Linked DNA regions of Sus scrofa: all the other regions are linked to region 2. A link is a contact called in public HiChIP or PLAC-seq data. All regions are on one chromosome and are shown on one strand. The core of a region is the stretch at or near the end of the contact, and the rest is flanking DNA. Distances in the headings are between cores, read along the strand shown. Region 1 holds the start of SERPINB7 (serpin B7). Region 2 has its middle 17 kb from the start of SERPINB2. Region 3 overlaps SERPINB11 (serpin B11).

Region 1 (2,959 bases), core at 15-2,514, 96 kb before region 2:
CCACATGCTGTGGGTGAGGCCCTAAAAAAAAAAAAAAAAAAAAAAGAATAGATATAGTTCATAAATCAATGATATTGGTCAACTTTATGTAAACATGAGCAGGATATCATGTTATTTTATTACACAGAAAGCATCTCCCCATGTTCCACTGTCAGAAGGCCATGACTGTATTTAATAACAAAGAAAAAGTGATGATAATTTTGTGAAAGCCCTAGGATTTTTATTTTCCATACGGATGAGGATGCAATGCAAAAAATGGAAAGTTTTTTTTTTTCCCAAAAAAGATAAATTTTGGAAATGTCTATGTATTTTGAAGGAGGTTTATAATCATGGCCAACCCAAAACACTTCTTTGGGCACAATGAATAAGTTCATATTTATCAAGTGCTTACCAGGTTTCTTTATTGAATACAAAGGGGAAAAGATGGAAAAGATCTTATAGGAGTGACTATATAACATTCCATATAATAAGAGGAAAATTCAGTGAAATATATGATAAAAGTATATAGTCAAAGAAGAAAGACATCAATGTGGGCTCATGATAATATGGAAGATAATGGAAATGATGGAATTAAGGAACCATCATTGGATTGGAACTTGAATAATAATATATAGATAGATAGTCTATCATAGGTGTTCCCATACACCCTGGATTTCCAGATCTACCCCAGTCTATTATTATAATAATTACATTTATTAACTCTACATATGTTACCTATAATCCTTTCAACCAAAAATTTACTGGAATTATCCCCATTTTTTCCAAATGAGCAAATCAAGCTTAAAAGATTCTAAATAGCTTGCTGAATTTCACATGGGTCCAAGGAGAGGAGCTGGAATTTCCAACTACACCATGCCTCCTGTATTTTGCCACCAAAATGCACTTCCCTGAAGACACATCTTGATGTTTGTTTCATACTATGATCTCTGCTGTGTATGGGGATTGTCAGTATTTCTCCAGAGTTGCATGTTGCCCTTTGTTATTTGCAAAAACCTTATGTTGCAAGCTTACCATGAGACCTAGGACCTGAGTCACTTCATCTTTCAGGACACTGTTTGAACTCTTGATAATGGCTGCCCTAGAAGCGAATAAAGCCCAGGTCTTTGACCTCAGTCCTGGACAGAGGACAGGGTTGTCTAAAGCTGTTCCTGGTGCTCGGCCACTCTTGCTATGGCTCATCCTCATGTTTATCCCCTCCTGTGTTCTTTCCTGCTGGCTCTGATTTCCCACCCCTAAACTATAACCTGTCCCACATCCAGGTGTACACAGTTGAGAAGGGAACGTGAAAGGACAGTCTTTAGAATGTTTTGCTTCCGTGGCTTGTTGGGTTTACTTCCTTGTGATCAAGTAGCGGGGTGAAAAACAGACATCATGGCACTGCTGTTTTCTGCTGAGCAGAGAGATGCCACGTGCCTTCTTGAGCTGGACAGGGAAGGCCATTTGGAGTTCCTCCTGGTGTCCCTTCTGTGCTTTTCCTCCTAGCACAGTCTATGAGAGGGGAGGGAATTTTCATGCATTGCTGTCCTGCTGCTGCTGCTGCTACTGTTTGCTGCTGTTCTCAACCTCTCCCTTGGGGTTGAGCCAAAGGGAAGTCTGGGAAATTTCCTCTGAATCTTGGCAGGAGTGAGGTGGGAGGAGTAAGGACTTTTAGGAGGGAGGAGGCAGGAGGAACTGAGCCCAGCAGTGAGGGCTGAAGAACAGCAGTGAGGAGGTAAGTGGCATTCTTGTGCATGCTGGATTGTTCTAGGCTAAGTGTTAGCAGACTCTCTGAGATGGATGGGGAAGACCTGGAGCCTGAGGACTCTTCCTGTTGTAAGCATTCATCTTCCTTCAGAGTAATAGCTTTGCCTCTAGTATCTGGGTGTCTATAGTCAGGTACTTCCTTGCCTGGCAAAACCTTAGCCTCCTGCACATCCCTGAAGGCACCGTATGCTTTCCTAGCCAATCTCTGTTCTGTACGGGGTTGTTGTAGAGTAGTCTTGGAGATAAAAATGGCAGTGGATGGCAGCATCAATCACATTGGGAACCACAGGAAAATCAGCTTTCTTCTTGACCTTGTATGATAAATGCCTACAAACTGCTGAACAAATCCAGACACTTATAAAACATAACTTTCACACTGAATATATTTAATGCTTGCATCTGGGCTTTTGACCAGGCTTCACAACAATACAGAATAAATGTGTGTGAGTGAATATTTACAAGCTTGTATTTTCCACTATTTTTTCTTTCTTTTTAAAAGAAAATCATCCAAAACCCTGGTAACATGTTATATGTCAACTCCCAGGCAAAAGAAAAAAAAAAAAAAAAGCTAGAGACCACGATATAATGATGATAATTCTCAAAAAATCTGCCAGGTTTTAGATACTCCTTGTTGAGTATACTTTAGTTATTATCAATGATATTTGGCAACTTTAACATAATAATAAGAGGCTTGGGTTTGTTGTTGTTATTGTCTTTAGTAATATAATGCACTTTTAAGTATGAATCTTCTTCAATATATCCAAAGCTGGGTATGGTTCAGTTTTAGAATACCTCTGAACTGAAATTGTTTTCTTCTATAACCATTTATAGCCTGGACACCTCTGCCAGTATTTTTGCACCCAGTAAAAACTAACTAAGGAGTTTCCATTGTGGTGCAGTGGAAACAAATCCGACTAGTAACCGTGAGGTTTCGGGTTCCATCCCTGGCATCATTCAGTGGGTTAAGGATGTGGCGTTGCCATGAGCTGTGGTGTAGGCCAGCAGCTGTAGCTCTGATTTGACTCCTAGCCTGGGAACCTCTATATGCTGCGGGTGCGGCCCTAAAAAGCAAAAAAAAGAAAGAAAAAAAAAAGTAAAGAGAAAGTTGAGATTCAGCTAAAGGACTCAAAAGATTTTAGAGCTGGGAAGCAATTAGCAAAGTAATTTGTCAAATCTTAGTTGGATGGATGGATGGATGGATAGATAGATAGATGGA
Region 2 (2,763 bases), core at 135-2,634:
CAGAAGGAATTCAACGAGAGACAAGGTGATAGGCAAGAAATAGATTTATTAAGAGAGATGTGAGAGATGCAAGAGGGCAGGCATGGAAGCTCTGCCCCAAGATCTGGTGGGATAGAGTTTTATCATCCAAGGGGAGTGGGGGTATCCTGTAAGGTGTGTATTCAAATCCGCAGAAGGGTAGTCCTCAAATTCTTGTCCTTGGTCTGAATATGAATGCAGAATAATTCCATCTCCCATCCAACAACCTGAGGCAATTCTCAAGGATCCATTATTTTGTTCTGATGGCTTTTTTGAGCTATTTATTTATTTATTTATCTTTTTCCCTCATCTAGGGCCACTGCCCTGGCATATGGAGGTTCCCAGGCTAGGGGTCTAATCGGAGCTGCAGCCGCCAGCCTAAGCCAGGGCCACAGCAATGCCAGATCTGAGCCACGTCTGCTACCTACACCACAGCTCACAGCAACGCCAGGTCCTTAACCCACTGAGCTAGGCCAGGGATCGACCCCTAAACCTCATGGTTCCTAGTCGGATTTGTTAAACACTTCGCCACGACAGGGACTCCTGAGCAATTTATTTACTTACAGACATCTCCCAAGGTCCCCTAAGTTTCCCTCATTATCTGTGGTCCTTTATTGGGACTTCTAAAAATACCTGTCTACTCCATCCCTATCAGTTGGAGGGCTTGACTCAGTTCACTGGAAAAAATCACTCGATTGAACTAAATTTACTCAACATTCACTGAATGCCTGATTTACTGAAAGCAAAGATATAGCTTATTTACTGTAAAATCATAGCCTCAAGAATGGGACAGATGTGTAAACCAGTACTTGTCTGAATTTGGGGTGAAGGAGCCAGGTATGTGTGGTGAGGGATATGGGGACATTTTCATTCCAGGAAATGGCAATACCAAAACCAAAGAGCAGCAAGAACTAGATGCAGGAATGTCTCTACCCAAGGGGAAAGAAAAGAGTGGAAAGGGAAATGTAAGAATTGCCAAAGCCAAAGAAGGCCAAAAACAATGATGAAAATTGGGATGTGGAATGAAAAGCTGGGAATCTGGGAGGTGTAAACATGTTTAAACAAGTTTAGAGTAACTGGGTGGGGTGGGGTTGTGGGGGTAGGGAGGGGCAACTATTTGGCATAGCTGTTTGCGTTCACAGAAGAATTTTTTGACAGAAACATCCGACTTTTTAATTAATATAATGTAGATTTTTATTTTAAATTGAATTTTAAATTTTAAATAATTTTTATTTAAGTAAAATAAATTAAATTTGATTAACAAATTATTAATGAATGGGTGTTCACCATCTCTCCCACCAGGCTTCCCTCTATTCTCTTTGCTTCAGTTTTGTGGGGAGGGCTCTTGCTTCATGGATTAGCTTCCAGGCAGGGAGAGCTGAGTAATCACGGAAGAGGAAATGACAAGAAGCCAGAGGGCAAATTAACTGATACAATCAAGGGCTAAGGAAAGGGAGGGAGGGAGAGAGGCAGGAAGAGTTGTAGAGTGAGGGGTGTTGGATTACTGGGAGGGGGTGTGAGAAAAGCTAGAGACGGGAGCAGATGAGAGGGGGTGCTGGGGGTGGGGCTGGTATTGGGAGAGTTGCAAAGGGCTCTACAAGATGGTGCTATGGGTTTCCAACTGGAAACCCATTCATGTTCTTCCAAGAGACAGAAGTAAAGGGTGGAATTGCTTTTTGGTTATTTCCAGTTTTCTGCCCGTCTGAACAAAAAGGTACTATAAGCTACATGTGTCTTTTGGTGATAAATGTGGGACTCAGGAAGGCTTTATCTGGGTGGAACCTTGGGGAACGGGAATCAAAGATCCAGAGGCAGAAACATGTAGCAAAGGATGGAAAAACTTAACTTTAGACTTCAGAAAAAAAAATGTGCAAAATTACCAAGGTTTCCAAATTTACATTAATCCATTTATGGTTGAAAAACAACTTTCTTGCACCATTATCACATTCACAAGTGTCATGGCATAGCTTCAGATTTGATAAAGCAAAAATCAGAAATATAATAGTTTCTGTTAGGGAGTCCAGGTTTAGTTAGGGTTTTATTACTTGGAAGAGTATCAGATCTGGTGACCATATTAGTAATACCTAAGGATGCAATCTTTTCCTCCTTATATGAGAAGTGCTTAAACACATTGGAAGGTAGGGAAAGTGTTGTTTTTGTTTTTGTACAAACAGGGTTTCATAGTCTTATTATGAAAGCTTGAGGGAATAAAAAAAAAAAAATGAGCTAGAATGGCCAATGCCACAATAAACCATTAAACAAGAGAAAACTCTGAAGAATCAGAAGATGCAGACAGCAACGCAAAATGCCAAACAGACTCACTTGCCAGTCAAGTGTTTCAGTCATTGTTCCCACTTCTATGAAAGCCAGAATAAGTTCTTCCAACCACCCCACAGGGATGCAAACTGTTACCTCAGCCAAACATCTGTTTTCCTTTTTATGTTTGTGGGTTTCTGTTGTTTACTTCATCTATGATCCTATTATATTGTGTCCACATCTCTTCCATTTCTCCTTATGCTATGCACTCATTTAAAGGCGCCATAAAAAGCAAGATGGTGTGGATATTTTCTTCAGAATCCTCTGAGTAAATAAATTGTCCTTAGATTGATGATGCTTCCTACCATACGCACATTTGCTGGGCCTGCATTCCAAAAATGTTGCAAGAATACTGTGCATGTCTGGGTTGCCACACGACACAACAGCTGCGTGATGTGCTGCCATTACAAATATGCAGGAAACGGGCTT
Region 3 (2,791 bases), core at 104-2,603, 110 kb before region 2:
GTAACTTATGATTCATGCATTTATTCATGATGGACCCTGCAGAAAGTCCTATGGAAGTAGAGAGGGTGCAAATTTGAAAGAGGAGATCAGGAAGCTTTTCTAGAAGAGTAATGTCAATGCAAGCCTCACTGGATGAGTAGAAGATGAAGTGGAACAAGGGTCATTCCCTGTTGTTCTAACCAGAGCAGAGAGCATGTGCAAATGCCTTAGAAATATGGGGCAGCGAGATGGCTTTGACATAAAGTGGTGGTAAGTGGGATTAGGTCAGAAAAGGACAAAAGGAAAAAGATGCTTAGGAAGTAAAACCACCTTTACTCAATGTCTGATTTTATACAGTGAGGACGGGGAGAAAGTGACAAAAAAGTTTCCAACTCCTGTAGTAGATTGATGGGGTTTGACACACTGGGTTGGAGCTATGGGGAGGGCTGGCCAGACAGTTTCAATGCCCAAAGGGACAGGTTTGAAGGGCTTCAGAAACTTAGGAAACTGGATGTAGGATGAGAGGTCAGAGTTGTGAGGCTGCTTGAGGAAATCTGAGCACAGAGGCTGAAGCTGAATCACTGGGCGGAGGCACAAAGGTCATCTAGGGTTCAGCTAATGACACAATGAAGGCGAGGACACAAGGGGCTTGGAGCAGTGGGACAGGGAGTCCTGGCATCACAGAAGCCGAATGGGAAAGCAGTTCATAGAGGAGAGGCGACTAAATGTTTCAGGTATGACAGCCAGGAAGAGACAGTTGAATTCATCTAGGAAGTGGGGACACAGTGACTTAAGAGACAAGAGAGGGAGTTTAAGAGATGCCCACATGCAGAGACAATTAAGGCCGAAGAGTGTAGGGTACACATTTGAGAAGTTTAATCGTGAAATACCAAGGAGAGGTAAACAATCGAAGAAAAAAGATGTGGCTGAATGTGAGAGTCTTTTTAAAATATTGTATATTAAATTATATATATAATTTGAGCACCATTTAAAGGTAGAAGAGAAACTGACGTTGAATCCTTCACACTGAGAATTATAAAACAAAGAGCATTTAATACAGAGGGTGGGTGTCTGTTTCTTAGGTAGAAAGGCAGCTGAACTCCAAGACATTTCAGGAGTGGACCAGCCCGTCGAACATGGTGGAAAGGGACGTGGAAGTGCATCTCCCTCGATTCAAACTGGAAATCAAGTATGAGCTAAATTCCCTGTTAAAATCCTTGGGGATGACAGACATCTTCAACTGGGTCAAAGCTGATCTTTCTGGAATGTCATCGGCCAAGGGCCTCTATGTATCAAAGGTCATACACAAGTCCTATGTGGATGTCAATGAGGAAGGCACGGAGGCAGCTGCAGCCACGGGGGACATCCTGGTGGTAAAAAGACTTCCCATCCGAGCTCAGTTTGTGGCAAACCACCCCTTCCTGTTCTTCATAAGGCACATTCACACCAACACCCTTCTTTTCTGTGGCAAGCTCACCTCACCCTGAGCAAATGGGGTTGAGCAAGACTTGGGGTCACAGAGGAGGTCAAACCTGTGACTAAAAGCAGTTCATAACTCTCCCACCTGTGTACCTCAGTTTGCTCCTCTGCAAAATGGGTCTTGGATCCCTCCCACCTTACTCCATGACTTGGTGAACCCTAAGCATGTGGTAACCAAGGAAGAAGGCATATCTACAAAAAGCCTCTCTGACTCTATTATCTTTGGGGCCTTATTTAGGTGCTGTCTGGGGGACATGATCAAGTCAAGGGGAAAAATCTGAAACAATTCGATTGTCTTGACTTGTTTATATCAGTGAGCTCTTGAATAAGTGACCACTTTACCTTCTGAAAACCAATTTAAGGGTTTCAACTTTGAATGGATTTTAAAAGCTGTTATTTTCCTTGAATGTGTAAATATAACTCTGTGAATTCTATATAGACTATAATAAATACATGAAATGCCTTCAGTTTATTGAGGATTTTTAATACTCTGCAGTAACTAAATGCTTATGAAAGGAGACTATGAGTAAGGAGAAGCCTAATGAAAAGAGCGTTTAGTAGAATCTTTGGCCAAACATTTTCAGGCTCTAAACTGAATCACAGTTTTTTCTTTCCCTCCCTCTTTTCTTCCCTCCCTCCTTCCATCTCCCTCTCTTTCTCAATAATGCAGTGAGTAAAATTCAAAATAGCAAAACCAGAAATTGATCAGAAAATTTTTATTTTTTAATTTTTTTATTTTGTTTTTCTATGGAAGCTCCTGGGCTAGGGGTCGAATTAGAGCCCCACTTGTGACTTACTCCACAGCTTACAGCAATGCCAGATCCTTAACCCACTGAGCAAGGCCAGGGATTAAACCTGCATCCTCATGGATACTAGTCTGGTTCTTAACCCATTGAGCCAAAAGGGAACTCCAGGAAATTTTTATTAAAAAACAAACAAAAATTTTTAAAGAAAGCCTCCTTACTTCTACTCAAGATAACATGAAATGATAATCAGATAATAGTGCCATAATATATTTACTGCCTTTTCCGTGCCCTTTTGGTGAACGCTTTCTTCCTGAATTCTCTCTGAGATCTGAACACAGAAGGGTTCCTCAAATCTCCTTTCTCCTTCCCCAGCTTAGAAGAGACAATCCTCCCCCACTAGTGGCAGCGGATGTTGGCTTTTCCTTCCCTCCCGGGACACTGAAGGATGGGGCTTATTTTACTCTTTAATAATAAAATATAAAGTGGAAGGCAAGCAATGATTTCAGGGGAATATAAGGCTGAAGATTATCCCCTTAAAAGAACATATGAAATTGCCTCCCGGTCTGGCAGCACGTGCTCTTCTAATG

What was found. HiChIP or PLAC-seq counts read pairs in DNA pulled down with a chosen protein or histone mark.
Region 1: a contact with region 2 is called in an H3K27ac HiChIP or PLAC-seq map of alveolar macrophages. The contact joins the promoter of SERPINB7 here to the enhancer-like site in region 2. A contact is called at or near these places in 9 of 47 Hi-C or Micro-C datasets (epiblast stem cells, fetal heart ventricle, heart right ventricle and 3 more) and 1 of 2 datasets of contacts at active chromatin or transcription factors (alveolar macrophages).
Region 3: an H3K27ac HiChIP or PLAC-seq map of alveolar macrophages shows a contact between it and region 2. The contact joins two enhancer-like sites. A contact is called at or near these places in 8 of 47 Hi-C or Micro-C datasets (epiblast stem cells, fetal heart ventricle, heart right ventricle and 3 more) and 1 of 2 datasets of contacts at active chromatin or transcription factors (alveolar macrophages).

Annotation. Positions count from the first base shown.
Region 1 is chr1:157,997,547-158,000,505 of Sscrofa11.1, reverse strand. It overlaps SERPINB7 (serpin B7), which reads left to right and starts at 1,264. Exons shown (of 8, transcript XM_001925047.5): 1 at 1,264-1,711.
Region 2 is chr1:157,901,987-157,904,749 of Sscrofa11.1, reverse strand. No RefSeq gene overlaps it. Among named protein-coding and RNA genes, the nearest start is that of SERPINB2, 17 kb to the right of the region's middle. Within about 2 kb of position 1,384, at least 2 of the 83 cell types and tissues checked have an H3K27ac peak or open chromatin away from gene starts, as enhancers often do. A contact at or near this core is called in alveolar macrophages, where this site is marked.
Region 3 is chr1:158,014,848-158,017,638 of Sscrofa11.1, reverse strand. It overlaps SERPINB11 (serpin B11), which reads left to right. Exons shown (of 8, transcript XM_021099530.1): 8 at 1,062-1,925. The coding sequence ends at 1,466. Among named protein-coding and RNA genes, the nearest start is that of SERPINB11, 15 kb to the left of the region's middle. Within about 2 kb of position 1,353, at least 3 of the 83 cell types and tissues checked have an H3K27ac peak or open chromatin away from gene starts, as enhancers often do. A contact at or near this core is called in alveolar macrophages, where this site is marked.